Linked DNA regions of Mus musculus: regions 1 and 3 are each linked to region 2. Evidence: chromatin contacts called from public promoter capture Hi-C data. All regions are on one chromosome and are shown on one strand. The core of a region is the stretch at or near the end of the contact, and the rest is flanking DNA. Distances in the headings are between cores, read along the strand shown.

Evidence for each region. Promoter capture Hi-C pulls out the DNA fragments that hold promoters and counts their contacts. Capture Hi-C pulls out chosen DNA fragments and counts their contacts.
Region 1: a promoter capture Hi-C map of hippocampal neurons shows a contact between it and region 2, with 4 times the contacts expected there. The contact joins the promoter of P3h2 here to the promoter of Masp1 in region 2. A contact is called at or near these places in 1 of 39 promoter capture datasets (hippocampal neurons) and 1 of 115 datasets of contacts at active chromatin or transcription factors (extraembryonic endoderm stem cells).
Region 3: a promoter capture Hi-C map of liver shows a contact between it and region 2, with 5 times the contacts expected there. The contact joins the promoter of Trp63 here to the promoter of Masp1 in region 2. A contact is called at or near these places in 1 of 39 promoter capture datasets (hippocampal neurons), 1 of 115 datasets of contacts at active chromatin or transcription factors (astrocytes) and 1 of 9 other capture datasets (liver).

What each region holds. Positions count from the first base shown.
Region 1 is chr16:26,104,546-26,107,245 of GRCm38.p6, forward strand. It overlaps P3h2 (prolyl 3-hydroxylase 2), which reads right to left and starts at 1,268. Exons shown (of 15, transcript NM_173379.3): 1 at 671-1,268. The coding sequence starts at 1,138.
Region 2 is chr16:23,519,469-23,522,168 of GRCm38.p6, forward strand. It overlaps Masp1 (mannan-binding lectin serine peptidase 1), which reads right to left and starts at 1,347. Exons shown (of 11, transcript NM_001359083.1): 1 at 1,078-1,347. The coding sequence starts at 1,082. It also overlaps a transcript of Rtp4 not described here.
Region 3 is chr16:25,682,445-25,685,144 of GRCm38.p6, forward strand. Trp63 (transformation related protein 63) reads left to right here and starts at 1,321. Exons shown (of 14, transcript NM_001127259.1): 1 at 1,321-1,907. The coding sequence starts at 1,846.

The DNA.
Region 1 (2,700 bases), core at 18-2,517, 2.6 Mb after region 2:
TTTTGCCATGCAGCTAGTTAGGTCTTTTTAACTGGGGCTCTGGGGTATGCCAGTTTTGATTGTATACCTCCTGACAGCAACTCCGGGGAAGGTACATAGACGCAAGTAAAAGCAGAGAGCGCTGGGCATCTGAGGTGAAGTGGTCCTAAATGGTGGGAACCCCAGGAACCTAAACCAGTACCAAAGAAATCCGCACTTTCAGTAGATTGCCTCATACAGCTTCAAGCATCATTCCTCCACGACTTTTTATCTCGTTGCTCTTCTTTAGTTGAAGAGAAATAACTTTTAGGACCGTTTAGGGCCGTTTCTTAAACTTAGAAGATCAGACTGCAGAGTAAGAGGGATAGCTAAAAGGAGATCAGGAGTGGGCTATGTCAAAGAATTTACTCTAGGTCTAGGTAGAGCACAACCACCGAAGTGTTGAAAGACACTTTTGATATGCTCTTCTTGGCACAGCCCATTTTTGCGAGTGAAGAGGACGCTGAGACAGAGAGCAAAGCTGATCTGCCCACTTTCATCTAGTCTAGTCTCTGGGCTTCTACTTGCACGCAAAGCAGAGCCACTGCGAAAGGCTGGATGGAGTGTAGAGCAATGCTCCCTCCCACCCCACCCCCTATCCCACAAAGCCAACCCTAGGGTCACCCGCGATGGGCGCAGCCACGTTCAGTACCTTGATGTAGGCCCTCTGCAGGTAGTTGTAGGGAACTCTGCGTTGGAAGTCGCTGCGCACGTCCTCGCTGACGCGGTGGCGGGACGCGGGGCCGCCCAGGCGCTGGCTCTGGCAGCTGCGGGAGCAGCGCGCCCGCTCCAGCACCGCGCGGAAGAAGGGCAGCTCGGCTCCGGGGCCGGCGCCGGGGGGCGCGAGCGGACGGCGCGCCGCGCAGTGGCGGGCGCAGCGCGTGCGGATGTCCCGTAGGCGCCGGTGACTGCTCAGGGCGGCTTCCAGGTCCCGCACCGCTCGCTCATAGTCGCCGCTGTAGTAGGCAGCCACGCCGCTGGCGTAGAGCAGGTCGAAGGGCTGCAGCGGGCCGCGCTCGGGCTCTGGCTCCGGGGACCGGCGACCGTCCTGGGGGCCGCCCCGCTGCGGTGTGGGCAGCAGTAGCAGCAACAGCAGCGACACCCACGTGCTCTCCCGCATCCTCCGCCGGACCCGTGGAGGGAGATCGTCGCGCTTCTTGCCTGCCCCACCGCAACTCACGTTCGAGCCCCGCTCCAACTCCGAGGGCTAGCGAGCCGATCCTGCCGTGATCCCGCTGCGCGACAGCCCCAGGTGACCGCCGGCAGCGCTGCGGTCCTGGAGGCGGAGGCTCGCCCAGCTGGCCGCTCTTAAAGGGACGCCTCCAGCTCACACGCTCCTCCTGCCGCCGAGCCTCCGCGAGCCGCGCTCCAGCTGCCTGAGAGCTAGCACAGTCCTGAGAGGCCGACCCCTGGGGACAAGTTTTGCGTGTGGGGTCCCTTGTGGGTGGCAGAAGACGATGGTGTTGCTTTATCTTCAGCACTTGGGGAAGTGAGGTCCACAGTCGTTTTCTGGAATCTATGTGGACTTGCTCTTTGCAGTCCTTCACTCTTAGATGCAACATGAAGGGGCATTTCAGACTGCCTGAAAAGCTCTAGAGAAGGGGAGGAGGGCCCCTGGCCAGTTGAGTAGGTTTGAGGAGAAAGGGGTTTGCCCAAGTTTATACAGCTAAGAATAAGCAAAGGATGAACCTAGCTCTGCCCCACAAAAATAGAAGCTTCCCGCCCTCCTGTAGGGCAGGGTCTCCTCCCTCTTGCTTTCTCCCATGGCTAAGTGTGGATGTGTTCCTGTATTGAATGTGAAGACTGGGCAAGAACGATAAATAACCCGAGTTTCCTGTTCAGACCGCTGGAGGAAAGTGGAGCTGTACATTAAGTTCTGCCTTTGGCAGTTTTCCAGATGTGCACTGGGCCTCTGTTACTTACCTCATCCAAAGCAGCCAAATGCCCAACATGTCCAGTGATATTCAGACATAAATCCCTATTGTGAGAGTTGAACAAAGAGTCAGTTTAACAAACCCAGTACCCCAGGACTTAAGCAATGAACATCAATCTAGAAGTGGGAAACTTGACAGAAACAGCTGCCAGAGTCCAAGGAACTAGCTGGAGGCTTTCCTGTTCCTCCCCGTCTGTTGGGTCATAAATACCTTCTTAGCCAAGGTGTTCCCCTCTTTTCTGTCCCTTGGCTCCACACTCCCAGAAAAAGGGGGGGAAAGTGTGTTAGACTCTGGAGTCCAGCCTGCAATTCCCTGGGAGGACTTCTGTTTGTCTGGAACTGTCTGTGGGAATCTCACCTCAGTCTCTGGGCCATTGGAAAGATAACCAACGGGAAAGAACCGCATATATTGTCCAACTGACCCGAATTTGCTGAAGAAAGTCTTTGTGTAAAATGGTCACTATTCAAAAAAGGTGGCTAGTGTCGCAACCTTTCCCTTCTTCTTGTTGAGTTTCTCACCCTTTTGGCCATGAACCGCGCTGGCTAAATAACTCTGAAAAAAAAAAACTGATTCATGTACATATTAATTTTTACACCAAAATTCTCAAAATTGTCTATTTCCATTCATGGCAAATCTTGCCTTAGATGGTCAGTGCTCCAGAATTAGCAAAGAGTTTTTTTTTTTTTTCTCCTGGTGATGAACTGTTCAGATAAAGGTGGCAGAGTCTAAAATTATGGATCTATTTGGA
Region 2 (2,700 bases), core at 97-2,596:
GAAAAGCCATTGTTTCAGAAGAAGGGAAAAATGAACAAAACCAAAGGACAACTTTACAAGATCAGAATGACGGAATGAACTTTTAGAGACAGCTCTTCCTCCTAGGCATAGGTCAATGCAATCCAAAGTTACACAGATGGAAGCTCACTCTTTATTGGCCCTGGACTGAGCAAGTTACCAGGTGACTGAAGAAAAGAAACAAATAGAAACTTTCCTGATTTAAAGGAAAGCGAATGGAAAATAGGTGTGTAGGGACTTAACACATCTCCAGAGTGTGTTTCCTTGCTCTTTTTGACACTTACAAGTGATAACAATAATTAGGATAGTTGGGGTTTCAGACTCTGGTAAAGCTTATAAGAAATGCCTGGTGAGGAACATGAAGGGACACAAGAAACAGGGAAGGTTGAAGAGCTTCAAGCCCATTAGAATTTAAAGTGGTAGGTTTCTGAATCCCACATGCTCCTTAAAAAAACTGTGGTGTCTCTTTAAGAGCCATTTGGTGCATTTCCTAGCCTGATTCATGTCACCAGCTGCCTCTGATTTCAGTGAGAAATGCAGAATTTATAGGGAACTGTAAAATGGGGACAGGTTTCTAGTTTTCTAAATTGAGGTTTAACTGGCAAACTTCTGAAGGCTCAAGAAACCACAAGTGAGGCTGTGGGGGGAACTGTTGTCTTTTCCGGTCAGAAAAAAAAAATATAAACACACAAACACATTATCTAACTCTCAAAGTGTTGGGAGAAAGAAATCAGTGCTCTTTGCCGAGCAGCAAAAAGAAGAATCAGCCTTGTGGGCAGGAGGAGGAGGAGGATCGCATTGGCCAGTAGGCAGCACCCTGTGCTGGCAGAGAGAGAAATCTGAGCCTCAGCCTCGCCAGGAGCAGGCTTTGCACAAACTATCTGGTTTCAAGTTGCGACTCTCCGGAGTCCCTGGGAAGGTGCCCCAGGGACAGGGCCCCCAGGATTGATGAGACTCCCCCATCCCCAGCCGCCCAGAGGATAAGCAGGTGAGTCTGCCTAGAGACAAGGTCAGACCCAGCGGGCTGCTCTCCACTCGGTCCCCTGACCAGGCACTCACCTCATTTTCCTGCTCTGTGAGCTCCTGGCTTTGGTTCCTTCTGCCAGACTTGTCTGTGAGCTCGTCCCAGTCCCCGGTGTGGTGTCAGCGATGCCTTATCTTTGTTCTGAGGTCCCTGTGTGTCTCTGGAATTGGCTGGCATTCTCCATTCAGGTCACGCCTTCTCCTGCCTGCAACAGATCCCCTCTCCCCCTCTCCCTCTGGCTTTCCCTCTCTCCTCTCTCTGTCTGAGCTTATGTACACTCGGAGGGACCTGACAGACTGTTTCCTTGCAAGATCTGTTAGCCAGTCCCCTCCTAGGGAGGGACTGCAGCCCTTGAGAAAAAAATCTGAGAGACTTAGAGGTGTGTGTGTGTGTGTGTGTGAGAGAGAGAGAGAGAGAGAGAGAGAGAGAGGAGAGAGAGAGAGAGAGTAATTTCTCTTCAGCCTCCCTTGCCTGATGGCTATAATTGTTCTACTTTAGGACCCCAGCAAAAGAACAATTAAACAGAAACAGCCAACTAAAAAGGCAGTTCTAGGAGATTATAAAAAAGAAGGCAGATTCCAAGCCTCAGCCTGTTCGTGGACATCCACAGGTTTTTTTTTTTTTTTTTTTTCCTTCTGAAAACCTCGTGGCTGGCCCCGCTGGTGAGGGAGCACCAGTTCCTGCAGTTGGCTACTTACTCTCCCCACTTGAAAGGCTGCTGCGTGGCACTGTCTAACTGCAAGCATGCAGAGATCTAATTTACCCAGTTGGGAAAAAGGCTTCAGCAAAGCCAGAGAGCCAGGTGCCCCATGCATCTAGAAAGAACTGTGCCTGTGTGCTGTCAGTGCCTCAGGCCCCATAGAGAAACGTACAGCAGATCTATGCTGAGCTGAGTAATAAGAGAGCCCTCTTCCTAAAGACAGCACCACATATAACCCTCTCCACAGCTAACCCCTACTGTAACTCCACCACAGTATCATCTCTGCAGTCCGACATCTCAGTCCGACAGAGGCCCTTCCACAGTAATAACCCCAACACACAAAAGTGGCAGCCTGCGCTGAAGGGCGTGTGAGGTGGGTGGGCCCGCTCACCTGCATCATTTCAGCGCCAGGCACAAACGCTGTCTAAATCACTTCCACAAACTTCTGAGGGTTCTCTCTGATGGATCTTTTCCAGGTGGGAAAATGATGTCTTAACAAGATTATAGGACTGGCCAAGGCATCCAGGATCCCACTACCACTTCTGGAGCCATTGCCACCTCAAGCCAGCTGTTAGAAGAGCCACTGGGCGCTAACCCTGGCCCCACTCGTTCCTTCGAGAACCTTGTCCAGGCCTGTGGTAGCATTATAACTCCAGTAAAGAAAGTGCCCAGAGGAAGTGGTCATACACTTAGGAAGGGAGGAAGAAGTCCATCTCTCATGGGTTCCATGACACCACGTCTCGGTAACGTATCACAGAGCACGTGGCGTTTGCAAACCACATACATCCACTAACAGAGAAACCGAGTCCTGAACTATTTCAAGCGCTTTAGATGCTGATCCAGACTTTAACGGTGATCTATGTTTTCTGACCAACCTGGCTGCGTACAGCACTGTTTCAGATCCCATCTCTTTGTTCGCTGAATGGAAACTGTAACGAGGCACAAGTGAGAATTTGAG
Region 3 (2,700 bases), core at 71-2,570, 2.2 Mb after region 2:
TGTTCTGGGGGACAGCTTAAGCTGCCTTTGGCTAGGAGATCATTCTTTCTATGCCTTCAGAGATTCATCTCACAACTAAGAGTAGACAGGCCCTGTGTGATGAAACTCCCCCAAGTCCATGGCCATAGGAAATTGATTATTCTCAATTTAAGAACTTTATAATCAGGTCATCTGTATTTGCTCAGAGGAAGAAAGCCAAACACTTGATTCCAATGAGCAAATCTATAATTAATTAGTGAAACGATCTTTGCTCAAGTTTAACATTTTTTTTTAGAGCAAGCTGTCAGATTTGGCTGGAGCGCAGGCCGGCATGTGTGTGAGTTTCACAATTCACAGATGTTAGACACGCTCAGTCTGAGTTAAGAAAGAGAATGTCAAGTTTTAAATAGCTTCTCCCTGGCTGGAACAACAAATAAAACATCTTTATGAACACATTTTGAAGCAGAATTTCTTACAGGAAAATGTCAGATTTCTCTTCAGCTTGTCTCACAACTTTGACATTTTCTGATGTCACTAGTTTGCAGGTGTCTATGGCTGTGGCATGAATGGAGATATGTACGTAACATGTCAGTGACACTTGGGCACACAGCTCTAGTTCCCTCTTGGACTCTATTCTAATTTAGCTTCTGAATCATATTTCATTCAATTTCTAAATCCACAGAACCAGGATTGGTTTACAGCCTACATTCAGAAAGGAAACAAATTCATTATCATGGAGACTTTGCCTGATAATATATAATTCTTTACAATATAAAGAATGTCAGATTTTATAGTAAAGTAGGTAGAAGGAGACTAAAAAAAGTTAAAAGTGAGGCATAATAGAATGAGACAGAATGATAAGAGTTTGAAATAAACTTTATTTTTCCCCATTGACAGGCCATCTAAAATAATTCTAAATAAATATGAAAACAATAAAACAATTAGGAAACATTGTAAAAGAATATTAACTCCTATTTTTATATCACATAAAAATCCTATTACTTATATCTGTATGGTTAAAAAAAATCACTGCAGGCTATTTTCTTTTATTTGGGACAGAAACTATTTCTAAATACATATACATGATCTCTCTCTCTCTCTCTCTCTCTCTCTCTCTCTCTCTCTCTCTCTCTCTCTCTCTCTCTCTCTCTCTCTCTCTCTCTCTCTCTCTCTCGTTGAAATGAAGAGTGAGTTCTAGGTTAAATATAATCAAGGAATTTCCCTGTCTTTGCTATTTGAGATTGTGACCACAACAGGCGGTTGGCTGAAAGGGAGGCAGAAGGGGGTGGGGGTGGGGCAGGGAGAAGCCGAGAAAAAAAAAAGTCTCCTAAGCGTCTCTGCAAAACATTGTAGCCACAGCAGAACTGACAGGAGCTCTCAAATCAAGTCAGAATACAGATACAAGGAGATGTTATTCAGTTGGAGCAAGGGGGACATTTATTAGCTCAGTGACAAGTCCTGGCTTCTGTGATTAAACTCTGATGCCATTCATACCAGCACCCAATCCCAAGCAAGATCAGAAGTTCAGAGATGCCTACAAATTGCCAACAAGTGTGGCCACTCTACGTCAAGGGCTCTAAAACTGTGGCAGAGAGGAAGAACAGCTTTACAGGGGGTGCCCAGCTGGTAAGAATTGACGGTTTATGATGCTCTGGTTACTTGAAGACTCTCATTGGCTGAAAGGAAGAAACGCCCCGCCTCTTTGCAAATCTGAGTAAAGGGGGGAAGTGTCTAAACTTCTATGTCTGATGGCATTTGACCCTATTGCTTTCAGCCTCCTGGCTACATACCTAGATATTCTCAGGTGTATATGTATATTTTATAGAATTGCTTCCCATCTGTTGGTATCAAAGAGAGTTGAAGGAAATGAATTTTGAAACTTCACGGTGTGCCACCCTACAGTACTGCCCCGACCCTTACATCCAGCGGTGAGTTTAAATCTGACCTGGCGTCTGTCAAAACTGAACTGGTGTGCCTGGTGTATTCTGAGTGTTTCTGCTGTGTACTGAAGAAGCCCTCCTTGTTTAGCGAGCATAATAATACTACTTTGGACTTTGTATGGACTTAAAGTGGTTTGTAGATATCTTTTCTACAGTTATCTTATACTTTATTTCTTGAGTTACTAAGTGACAAAGTTTGAAGACATCCATGTTTTTAAATTTGTCACACTATTGTACTCTATAAGGAGAGAGAGTGGGGGAGAGAGAGAGAGAGAGAGAGAGAGAGAGAGAGAGAGAGAGCATGTAGCTCGGGTAGAAGATGTGGGAGGGTCAGGGAGATGTTGGAGGTTGGAGGAGGGGGATGAGATTATCAAAGAATTAATTAAAATATTACTTAAGATTGTCACACCATTTTAAAATGTTAAAAAATTTTAAAATGTACCACGTGCCATGCTCAGTCCCACCCACCAAAGAAAAAGAAATTTCATTGGACAGGGATATAATAATCTATTGGGCAATTTTCAAGTCAAAATAAACATTGGAAATTTTGATTTTTGTCTTAAAACTAAATAGCCATTGTTATGTGAAGCAGATTGTGGCTTGTCATTTTAGCTCTAAAGAATATTTTCTCTTTGATTTGTTTCAAAACAAACATCATCTTTTGACAAATATGACTTCCTAAAACCTGTGATGAAACTGAATTTTGTTTGTGTTTGTAGAAAAATATTTACCTTGCACTGAGAAGGAGTATTAGCAAGAGTTCACAATAGTGTGCCTCTGT